Linked DNA regions of Sus scrofa: region 1 is linked to region 2. The links are chromatin contacts, called in public promoter capture Hi-C maps. All regions are on one chromosome and are shown on one strand. The core of a region is the stretch at or near the end of the contact, and the rest is flanking DNA. Distances in the headings are between cores, read along the strand shown.

What was found. Promoter capture Hi-C pulls out the DNA fragments that hold promoters and counts their contacts.
Region 1: a contact with region 2 is called in a promoter capture Hi-C map of liver, with 4 times the contacts expected there. The contact joins the promoter of FADS1 here to the promoter of INCENP in region 2. A contact is called at or near these places in 3 of 5 promoter capture datasets (fetal liver, fetal skeletal muscle and liver) and 1 of 2 datasets of contacts at active chromatin or transcription factors (skeletal muscle).

Annotation. Positions count from the first base shown.
Region 1 is chr2:9,732,610-9,738,458 of Sscrofa11.1, forward strand. It overlaps FADS1 (fatty acid desaturase 1), which reads left to right and starts at 2,816. Exons shown (of 12, transcript NM_001113041.1): 1 at 2,816-2,995; 2 at 5,128-5,238; 3 at 5,819-5,849. The coding sequence starts at 2,816.
Region 2 is chr2:9,442,622-9,448,297 of Sscrofa11.1, forward strand. INCENP (inner centromere protein) reads right to left here and starts at 3,204. Exons shown (of 20, transcript XM_021082921.1): 1 at 3,052-3,204.

The sequences.
Region 1 (5,849 bases), core at 1,566-4,065, 290 kb after region 2:
TTGTTGGTCTGCTTGTCTCTTACTGTAGAAAGGTCATCTCCTTGTGACAGAAAAAAATGGCTGCAGCTACTGAGAAACCCCCCAGGAAAGAATTCTTCCCCAGCCCCTGCTTCCTGCACTAATCCCCAGGAATGCTCTAATGCGCTGGAGGTCACAGGTCTGACCCTTAGGCCAATGACTGCTGTCAGAGGAATGAGATGCTCCGCTTGGCTAGGCCTAGGTCACAAATTCAGCTGTGGGTCTGCGTAAGTGGCATGTAGGCTGGCAGCAACAGCTCCAGTTGGATCCGAGCCGCATCTGCAATCTACACTGAAGCTTGCAGCAACTTGGGATCCTTAACCCACTGAGTGAGGCGGGGGATCAAACCTGTGTCCTCATGGATGCTAGTCAGGTTCATCATCCTGGGTTAAAGGATCCAGCGGTGCAATGTAGGTCACAGACGAGGCTTGGACTCCAAGTCACTGTGGCTGTGGTGGCTACAGCTCCAACTTGACCCCTAGCCTAGGAACTTCCATATGCCGCGGGTGCAGCCCTAAAAAGACTAAATAAATAAAGTTTTTAGAGGTTGCCCGGCTAGCACAGTCGGTAGAGCATGAGACTCTTAAAACGTATAATATTTTACTTATATGTACAAAGACTCCTTTTGAGTCACAAGGGTAAATTCCAGCCCCAGATGTCCTATTTTTACTTTTTATTTATTTTTTATTTTTTGTCTTCTTCTAGGGCCGGTCCCAGAGATGTCCTATTTTTAGATGTATGGCTCTCTCTCTCTTTGGATCTCAGTCACCCTATCTGTAAAACAGCAGGTTTAATACACTGGTCTGTAATGAGTCTATACCACAGTAAGTAGACAGCTGCATTAAGGAAATCCCATAAGTCCATCCTCCATGAGCCCCTTGCTCCCCACCTCCTGTGTTATACACTGCTAAATTGTTGGGAAAAGTCTTTTTTTTTTTTTGGCTGCACCCAGGGCATATGAAAGTTCTGGGACCAGGGACTGAACCTGCACCACAGCAGCCACCCAAGCTGCTGCAGTGACAATGCCAGGTCCTTAACCAGTGCACTACAAGAGAACTCCCAAAGTCTTTTTTTAAATGGAAATTTGGCCTGCACAGGGGCAGCTGCATGGACCATCACTTCCGAGCAAGGTGCAGTGGCCTGGCATCTTAACTGGAAGCCAGGCCATCTGGGTTTCCCCGTGGGAACTTGGAAAGTCCCTTCCCCATTCTGAACCTCAATTTTCTTAACTCAAAAAATGAGGGATTTGGGTTGGAGGAAGGTCCTTTTCTACCAGATATCTAGCCATACTTCTAGTTTCCTGACCCCAAGGGGCAAAGACTAGCTCAGTGCACAGGATAAAGTTTGGCCTCCTTTCCCTTGGCTGCGCAATTCCACTAGTACAATCAGAGGAGAGACAGCAGAGCTAAGCAATCAGAGCACAGATCAGTTCTAATCTCCGTCCTGCCACTTACTGGCTGTGTGACAAAAATACTTAACCTCTCAGCAGTTCAATTTCTCCATCTGTAAGTGAGGTCCTTACCTCATAGGATTGTTATGAAAATTACATGTTTGCAAAACACTAAAAACAAGGCCAGGCACATAGTAAGTGCTTTGTAAAGGGTTTGCTGAATAAATAAAATTTTGCATGTAAACTGAGTCTCTTTGCAAAGGCAACAGTTTCTTGACTGTCCCCCAGCCTCTGTGTGCTTCCTCATCCCTTCCTAAAATTCAGAGCTCTGAGCCCTGATCTCTCTACTTCAAGGTCTCCTATGGCTCCCAGGTGCCTCCAGGATGGAGTGGCGATGCCTCAGCTAGAAGACCCAGGTTCTTCACACAGGGCTTCCCAGAGGTCTGGAGATGCGGGGCCACTTTCTTTTATTTAAGAATCTCAGTTAATTGAAAAAAGAACAGAAATAAAACACCAACAAGCAATAAAAGGCAAATAGGAAAATTGCGGGGCATTTTAAATGTTACACTGAGCAAAGTAAAGCATTAACCACCCCCGCCCCACCCCCAATAAACCATAATTCTGCTTTACAAGATAACTGCCAAGGGTTCTCTGACTGTTAATTCCAGCCGCACAATTGGTAGAGTGGCATGGCGAGGAAGCGGGAGTTCATCAGGTGGCTCTCAGGCAGGTGGGCGTCTGGAGACTGGCGGGGGGGTGGGGAGCAGCCCAAAGACCAGGCCCCTAGGACAGCCTCCTGTCCACCACGCCGTCACTGAAGCCTCCAACCTCGAACCTCGCGAGGCTGGCAGGCTTCCCCGGCCGCCAGGCGGGCCCTGCGCCCACCCACTCGGCTCGGCCTCTGCCCCTCGCCGCAGGCGGAGCCCACGCCTACCCTGGAAGCCCAGGGCGCCCCCGCACTGGGTGCCGCCTGGCCCGCTCCCAAGAGCCTCCACAGGAACCGTTATTCCGCCCGCGACGCCCCCTGGGAGCAAAAGTCGCCAAGTCGGGAAACAGGATCCCTCTGCGCCCCCGGCTGCGGGCCCGCGAGGTGGCGCGCGCCCCCGTTCAACGCCAGCCTAACCCGACCCTCCGGCCGCGGCCGCCGGCGCGGGGCCGGCGGAGGGCGGGGACTCGCTCCCCGCGCCACGCGGCTGGACCAATAGGAACGCGCGCAGCGGGGCTCAGCTCCCACCGCCTTGGTTGCTGAAAAGCCGGCGCGCGGACCGCGGGCTCAGGGTGCGCGCCAGCGGACCGGCTCCCCGAGCACGCGAGGCCGGCGCGCGCTGCCCCGCGTGTCCCGTGCGCGCTCCTGACCGCCCCAGCCCGGCTGGCGCGCGGCATCTCCTGGCCCCAATGGCCCCTGAGAACCCGGTCCAGGGGTCGACCCCGCGCTTCTTCACCTGGGAGGAGGTGGCGCAGCGCACGGGAAGAGGCAAAGAACAGTGGCTCGTGATTGACCGGAAGGTGTACAACGTCACCAAGTTCACCCGCCGGCACCCCGGGGGCTCCCGGGTCATCAGCCACTACGCGGGGCAGGATGCTACGGTGAGCGCTGCCAGACCTGGGCATGGGAGGAGGCAGGGTCCGGCGCCCGGGGCCGGACACTCGGTGCGCGAGACAAGAAGTTTGGCAGTCAAGGCCGAACACTCACTAATTCCAGGAAAAGCCGGGAGGCGCTGGAGCGTACCTGTTGCTAATTGATGGGGTGTGCTGCGGGCATGGGATGCAAGGGCAGGAGTGAGCCTGCGAAAAGTGGAGTATGGAGTCTGGGGAGTGGGAATGGAGGCCGGCAACGTGCATACCAAACAAAGGGCTGAGCCTCGGGTCGGTACGCTCACTATGTGGCCCCCGAGTCTGCGGTTTTGAGGCGTGGGCAGGCCCCGGAGCTGGGCTGGGGTGGGATGGGGCGGGGAGGCGGGACCCCGGGGCCTCCTGTACCGCCGAGACCGAAGGAGGAGGGGTCAACGGCAAAGGGAGGGATTTTTTTTTAAGTCTTTTTAAGGCCGCACTGGTAGCAGATGGAGATTCCCAGGCTAGGGGTCGAATCGGAGCTGTAGCCGCTGGCCATAGCAACACCAGATCCTAGCCGTCTGTGACCTACACCACAGCTCAGGGCAACGCTGGATCCTTAACCCACTGAGCAAGGTCAGGCAGGGATCGAACCTGCGTCCTCATGGATGCCAGTCAGATTCGTTTCCGCTGAGCCAGGATGGGAACTCTGAAGAGAGGGATTCCTGACCTGGCTTGGTGGCTGGGAGGGGGCCGCAGCCGCGTCTGGAACGAGTGTGCCCGACAACACTAGCGAGCAGGACAAAGAACAAGGGAACCGCTCTGAGAGACACAGCTGAGATGGGAAGCCACCTGGCACTCACTGGGTGAAGACGAGAGGGTGGGTGGGGAGGGGGCCACTGGCCGGAAAGGGCTAGTGCCTGCTCGTGCACAGGAAGGAATGAGAGCAGCGGGCTGAAAATGGGGGCCTGCATTAGTGTACACTTGAGCGAGGAGCCCCGGATTGGTCCTGGAATTCTGTGGGGAGGTCACTCAGTTTCAGGCCACCAGGGTCTCCAGCTATTCGTGGCAGCGGACAGCTGAATGCATTCCTGGGCCGGAGGCTCAGTGCGGGGTCCGCATCCTGCCTCACTGGGCCAGCGCACACCCCAGACGGCATTCTACTTCCCTCTCTAGACAACCTGTTCTCAGAACTAAAGCGCCTAGCATCTCCCTTCTGGGTTGGAGAACTTGGGACCCAAAGGTTGGAGCGTTCGCTTCACTGAGACCCCTCTCCCGATATCCTTCTTCCCATCCTTTGCCTAGCGGCGTGACCCCTTACACTGTCCCCAGCTTTCGCCCTGCCATCCCGGAGCGCGCCTCGGGCCGCTAAGGCTCCCGTTAGGTCGCGTTGGAGCCTAACCGGGTGAGGGCCCGCCCCTCCTTCCGACGCAGCAGGCCGGAGCTTGTGCTTGTCTCCCTAGTGACCACTGGGGAATGCAGGCAGCGGCGAAGGTGTGGACTAGCGCATGCGTAGATAGAGCCAACGCCGGGGCTTCCTGCAGTGTGATTTGGGGCCGGGGCCGGCCGTGGCGGGACCGCGATTGGTCCGGATGTGTGGTGCCACTGGCCGCCGGCTCCGCCCTAGCTCCCTCCTCGCTGCTGGCTTCCCCTTTAGGGCCTGAGGCTGTCTGACTTTCAGGATGTCCATTTCTTTAGTCTTTGAGGACCCCCTTCTTGCGTAACCAAAATTAGCACCCTGGGGCGGGCGGGTGTTCAGAGTGGGAGGGGAAAAATGGAGCCCCACCGGAAGCAGCGCAGAAGGAAGGGGGAGCAACGCAGTTTGACACAGGGAGTCGCCTTCATCACACTTTATGAGACATCCAGAGGAAAGACCAACTCAGGCAGGTCTTTGTGTGGTCCCCTAGCCGTGCTGCCTATGCCTTGGTGGGGTACCCTTCTTACGAGAACACAGATGCTGGGTGATCCTAAGCTGTGGACGGCAGGGGCAGGTCTGAATACCCTCTAAGGGCAGCTGCCGGGAAGGGAGGGCGGTGTCTTTTTGAACTTGGGTACAGCGTCCCTGCTGGATCAGGAGGACGGCCTTGGGTGTGAGCGCTCCACAAGTTGAAGGCCTGGGGGGCAGGGGCGGACTGCCTCACTGTTCTGCCTTCTCCCCATCCTTGCAGGATCCCTTTGTGGCGTTCCACATCAACCAGGGCCTTGTGAGGAAGTATATGAGCTCTCTCCTGATTGGAGAACTGTCTCCGGAGCAGCCCAGCTTTGAACCGACTAAGAATGTGAGTCCCTGTTTTGCTGTTTGGAGACCCTGTGGTTGCTGAGGGGCAGAGGGTAGAAGGAAGGCCTAGATATGTTAACAGGCAACTAATTAGTAGTTCTTGAGAGTCTTGAGAGCCCTGCTTCTGCATAGTCACTGGGCTGAAGGGCTTTCGAAGCCGGGGTTCTCACAAGGCCACCACCACTTCCATTGCCATCCTCAATAGGAAACCTATCTATCTATCTATTGAGCACTTAACTCGGTGCCAAGCGTGATATAATACTCACACATTTACAGACAAGAAATCTGAGGCTCCGAGAGGTTAAGCAACATGGCCAAGGAATCCCCCTTTAGTAAGCGGCAGAGCAGGGTCTTGAAGGAATGAATTTTGTTTGACTCCAAAGACCACATGCCCTTAGACTTGATCCCACAGCATCTCCTCCCATCATCCTTCCTCAGCCTTGCTGTGTCTTTACCTAGGACTCTGGACTTTTCTCAGCTCTTCGGTGGGAGGTCCTTGAGCTTAAGAGGGTCCTTGTTTCCAGCTGTGTTGAGTTACATCTGGGGCAGATAACACCCTCGCCCTCTCCACCCTTCTACAGAAAGAGCTGACTGATGAGTTCCGGGAGCTTC
Region 2 (5,676 bases), core at 1,954-4,453:
GCTGCACCTGCCAGCCTACACCACAGCCGTGGCAACACCGGATCTGAGCCACATGGGCGACCTATGCGGCAGCTTGCAGCCAACACCAGATCCTTAACCCACTGACTGAGGCCAAGGGATGAACCCCATCCTCACGGAGACTACGTTGGGTCCTAACCCACTGAGCCACAAGGGGAATGCCATATTTTATATACAGTAGTGTGTATATTTTAATCCCAAACTTCTCATTTATTCCTCCCTGCTTTTCCCCTTTGTTAACTGTATGTGTGTTTTCTATGTCTTCTCTTAATTTCTTAAAAGGCTAGCAACTCCAATTGGATTGTTATGATCATTATACAACTACAGATGTGATAAATTCATTTGAGCAATAAAAAAAAAAAAGAAAAAAAAAAAAAAAAAAAAAAAAACTAGCAACTCCAGTATTCTCCTTAAGACTCAGTTATAAAATCATCACCAAAACCCCAGGCAAGGAAGAAGCATCTATTCTGGTCAGAGCAGGGGATCAGTAAATATCCCGACTATGGGAAATGAATGAAAGAACACATGAATGGGAAACATTCATAAGCCGCAATTACAGACTGCACGTCTCATGCCCTGGCAGTGACCCATCACCCCGAACTGCAGCTTCAAAACCAAGAACCATGCACAGCTCAGCCTCCACCCACCTAAGATGGGAGCTCCTTTATTTTGGTGTTTTTAGAGCCACGCCCGCAGCATATAGAGAGGTTCCCAGGCTAGGGGCTGAATCAGAGCTATAGCTGCCGGCCTGCACCACAGCCACAGCCACAAGAGATCTGAGCCGCATCTTCGACTTACACCACAGCTCAGGGCAATGCCAGATCCTTAACCCCTGAGCAAGGCCAGGGATCGAACCTGCATCCTCATGGATACTAGTCGGGTTCATTAACTGCTGATCCACGATGAGAACTCCGGGGACTCCTTAAGTAGAACTTAATATCAGGTCCTGTTGCAGCCTCACCAGAAAGGGCACGTGAGCCTCTGTCCCTTGAGCAAGCTCTGCCCTCTGTCTGGAACCTTCTGTCTCCTATTTTATATAGCTCATTCCTCATCATGTGGCTCTCAGCAACTCAGTGAGGACCTGACCCCCAGCCACAATCAGGTTCAATTCTCATGGCACTTGGGTAACTTTGTTTCTGCTTAACTGCCCGTCTCTGACCTTTAAACGTTTGTTCCCTGAGGGCAAGCCCTTGTCTGTCTTGCTGGTAGCTTTGAAAGCCCAGAGCCCCGCACAGTGCCTGGTACAAAAGGGATACTTGTTGAATGAATTAATCCATCTATTATCACTATACTCTCGAAATAAACATCTTACAGGCACTCTCCCCCACTCCCCCACAACACACACACACACAGGGACACCACATGCATTCATTCTACACAGGTTAGGACATGCCATCCTTGTCCAAAGCCCTACGCCTAGATGCCAAGGACAGCACTAATCAGGGCAGGGCCAGCTGGGCAGGATCACAGAGGCCTTGGGCAGAGCCAGTCACGGGCACAGCCTCTCTGCTGCCATCCCTCTGGCTCCCCCCAGCCCCTCTGTTCCGAGCTCAGCCCTGACTAAGTGTAGGAGCCCAGTTTGAGGCCAGGAAAGAGAAAATCATTTTAGGAAGACAAAAGAGTTTGTTGCTCCAAAAAGCAACAAACTGCTAAATTTTTTTGATTTTATTAGTTTTTTCCTTTTTTTAGGGACACACCTGTGGCATAGGGAAGTTTCCAGGCTAGGGGCTGCAGCTCCGGCCTACACCACAGCCATGGCAATGCTGGACCAATCCGCATCTGCGACCTACAACACCACACCTTGCGACAACGCCAGATCCTTAACCCACTGAGCGAGGCCAGGGGCCAAACCCGCATCCTCATGGCTACTAGTCAGATTCTTAACCTGCTGAGCCACAACGGGAACTCCCCACAACTTGCTGTTTTGAAAATATTTGTTCAAAATGGCAAAAGTGGGTGAGAGCTTCTTTCACAAAGTGCTTCTTCCATGAGGAAGTCTGTTTTCAGCAGCCTCTGCTTGGGTATTTAAAACAGGGTCACTTTCATTAGATCAGAGGTGATCCTGAGAAAGGAGGACTCAGCGTGAGAATGAGGGTCCTGGGAAGAGCAGCAAAGGCCTCTTCAGCACCTGTAAGAACCTGAGCACAAACCCAGAGCATCCTACATCCCACCAAGGGCAAAGGGAGCTCATCTTCCTCTCCCAATTCTTCTCTCACATCATATGCCAGACGAGAGCCCCCATCACTCTCTGCCACAAAGCCTGTTCTTTGGAGGGTGCAGGAAGTCAGACACCTAACCCCTGCAACTGCATCTCAGTGAAGGAAGGTCACAATAGCAGCTTTCTTTAAAGAGTCCTGCTCCACGATGGGGTGGCTTATCATTTCACTCCTCACCACAACCTCAAGAAGACCTTTATGCAGATGAGGAAACTGAGGCAAAGATAAGTTAAGTCAAAGTCAGCCGGTGAGTCAGGGGTGGGGCCTGGATTTAAACTGCGCTCTTAACCACAAACCTTTGCCTCCTACTCCATTTCAGTCTCAGAAAGGCAGGCGCCCAGTTCTGGCTCTGAGCTCCCCAGAGAAGGACACAGTGGAACAGCGAACGTGCTTGGAGAGTGACAGGATCAGGGACAGCACTGGCCCCCGGAAATGGTCAGTCTAAAATGTTGCCCAGCTGATGGCAGAGGTATCGAGCGAGGGTTAACTGTACAGAAATGCCACCTGGCATAATCCCGTCACACGACCCGGCGGGTGTGCACTTTCTGCGCGCCCAGGTGAACAAAGGGCTTCCTAGGCATAGAAGATGCTAAGCACGGGAGGGGAGGGGATGAGGTTATTCTCTCGGGTGAAGGGTGAGGGTCGTCTCAAGCCCCAGAACCAAAGCAGGTCACCTCGTCACTTGGAAGAGGTAATGCGTTCCCTGCCAGGCCGCAGCGGGGAGTGGGGGGGTCACGCCCCCCACTCCGGGACTGGCCGGAGGGGTAACAAATCGCTATCTACCCCGCACCCCCGCCGGCCGCCCGGGCGCACTCACTCGACTGCACGGCGTCTCCGAAGTGCTGCTCCGATCCAAGTCCGGCGACCTTCCCAGCACACACCCTAGCCCGCCTAAGTCCCACCGCTCCAGGCCTCCAGGGCTCGCGGCTGCAGGGAAGCCACCGGGCGGTGCAGCGCGGGCCAACTCTACGATTTTCAAAACTGAAGATTCGACCAATCCCTAGCAAGTTTGTCTGGGCGGCTGCAAAAATCTAAGCCAATCAAGTAAAAGGAAGCAACAGTCAGGCCACCTATTGGTTACTTCGACAGGCAATCTGCGGGACTAAGAGGCGGGGAAAGGAAGTGTTGAAACTTTAACCCGCTCAGCTTCCGGGAGAGGCCGCGCGCGGCCTAGAGAGGAGGTAGCCGGCTGTGGGAGTTGCGCAGGTAAGATCTCGCACGCCGGAACTTCAAATCCCAGCGTGCACTGCGAGGGCCCCGCGGGCCTGGGCGGGGCGTCCGGCCTTAGACGAGGGCCGGAAGTCGTGCTCTAGTTGCGGGGGTGGGATAGGGTAGGGTGGGAGGTGGCTCTTCTGCTTTGCCCTTTCTTCCCCCAACGTTGACAGCTCTGCGGGGTGACGTCCTTACCTGTGCCGCCACTTTTGAGAAAATGCTTTGTTGAAAAAAGAAAATGCTTTGTACGTCGCACTGGAGTTTGGCTTTTTGTAGAGCCCGCCATCATTTCTGGGGTGACAGCAGTCTGGGTCCTGCTTATGCTGGACCCGCGTGTTTCTTTAGAGTATTGGTTCTCAACTGCGGCAGTTTTGCCCTCCCACCCCCAATTTGGCAATGTGTAAATAAATAGATTTTGGTTTGTTTGAAGGAGCAAGGGGTACTGTTGATATCTAGTTGCTAGAGGCCAGCCTAGCTGCTAAACACCTTACAAGTGCAGAGAGCTGCCTTCCATCAGCAAGAAATTATCCAAAATTTCAGGATTGCCATTGTTTGGAGATGCCGGTTTAGATAGTCACTTTACTCTGTGAGTTAGGGTTGCCATCACCTGTGAAATAAGACAGTTAAAGCTCAAAGAGATATTTGTACACCCTTGCTCATTGGCAGCATTGTTTATAAGAGCCAAGAGGTGGAAGCAACCTGAATGTCCATAGATGAATGGATTAAAAAAAAATGTGGTATGTACATACAGTGGAATATCTTTAGGCCTTTAAAAAGAAGGAAATCCGGTTCTTAACTGGTGGCCTAGTGGTTAAGGATCTAGCATTAATATTTCTGTGGTATGGGTTCGATCCCTGGCCTTGGAACTTCTGCATGCTCTAGGTGTTAGGGGCTACGTGGGGGCCCATTGTTAAAATGGCTCTTTATGCTGACTCATGAGACTGACCACCTTGCTCAGGCGACATCCTGTTTTCGCTGCTGGTGCCTGCTTTCCCAAGACTGTGAGACCCTTCCCCCTTCCCTGTGGGACACCACACACCTCCCGCTTTCTCAGGATTATGAGACCACCCTACCATGAGACACCTCTGACTTTCTCACGACTACGTGACCATCAGAGTTCAGCTGCAGGCGAAAGATAACTAACCTTCTCCCACCCCCCACCCCCGCCTCAGGGAATCCTATTTCCCATCCACGGGGTCTAAGAAGGCCCCATGAGAAGGGTGGGGGGCTGGCTCTTCTCAAGGGTCTGTCACCCTCTCCCTTTCCCCTATAACAAACTTTCTTCTCTTTGCCTGAACACCCAACTCATTCTCTTTTTCTCTGAGCTCGGCTTACAGTAGGCATGGCCAAGAAAATAAATAAATAAAATTGTATCTTTGGGAGTACCTGTTAGGGCTCAGCCAATTGCAAACCTCACCATGAGGATGCAGTTCGATCCCTGGCCTTACTCCGTGGCTTAAGGATCCAGTGTTGCCATAAGCTGCAGCATAGGCCACAGATGCAACTCTGATTCGACCCCTAGACCAGCAACTTCCATAGGCAGCAGATTTGACTGCAAGAGGAAGAAAAAAAAGGAAATCTTGCCACCTGCCACTTGCTACAACTTGGATGTACCTTGAGGACATTATGCTAAATGAAATAAGCCAGTCACAAAAAAAAAAAAAAAAAAAAAAAAAAGCATGATTCCACTTATACGAGGTATCTAAAGTAGTCACATTCATAAAGCAGAAAACAGAGTGGTGGTTGCTAGAGGCTGGGGAGAAGAGGGAAAAAGACATCAATAGGAGTTCCCGTCGTGGCACAGTGGTTAACAAATGCGACTAGGAACCATGAGGTTGGGGGTTCGATCCCTGGCTTTGCTCAGTGGGTTAAGGATCTGGCGTGGCCGTGAGCTGTGGTGTAGGTTGCAGACACGGCTTGGATCCCGAGTTGCTGTGGCTCTGGCGTAGGCCAGTGACTACAGTTCCGGTTGAACCCCTAGCCTGGGAACCTCCATATGCCATAGGTGCTGCCCTAAAAAAACAAAGGCAAAAAAAGAAAGAACATTTAGGGCATATCTAAGGGAATATGAAATTGACTCTCTTAAAACTCTCAGAGAGTCTTTTCTTTTCTTGGACCCCTCAGTGGGGGAGGTGTTTCTCGGTTTGAAGAACACGATATGGGACTGGGGTATTGCTGTAGTCAATGATAGAACTTGAGGTCTGAAGGACAAACAAAAATCAAAAATTTA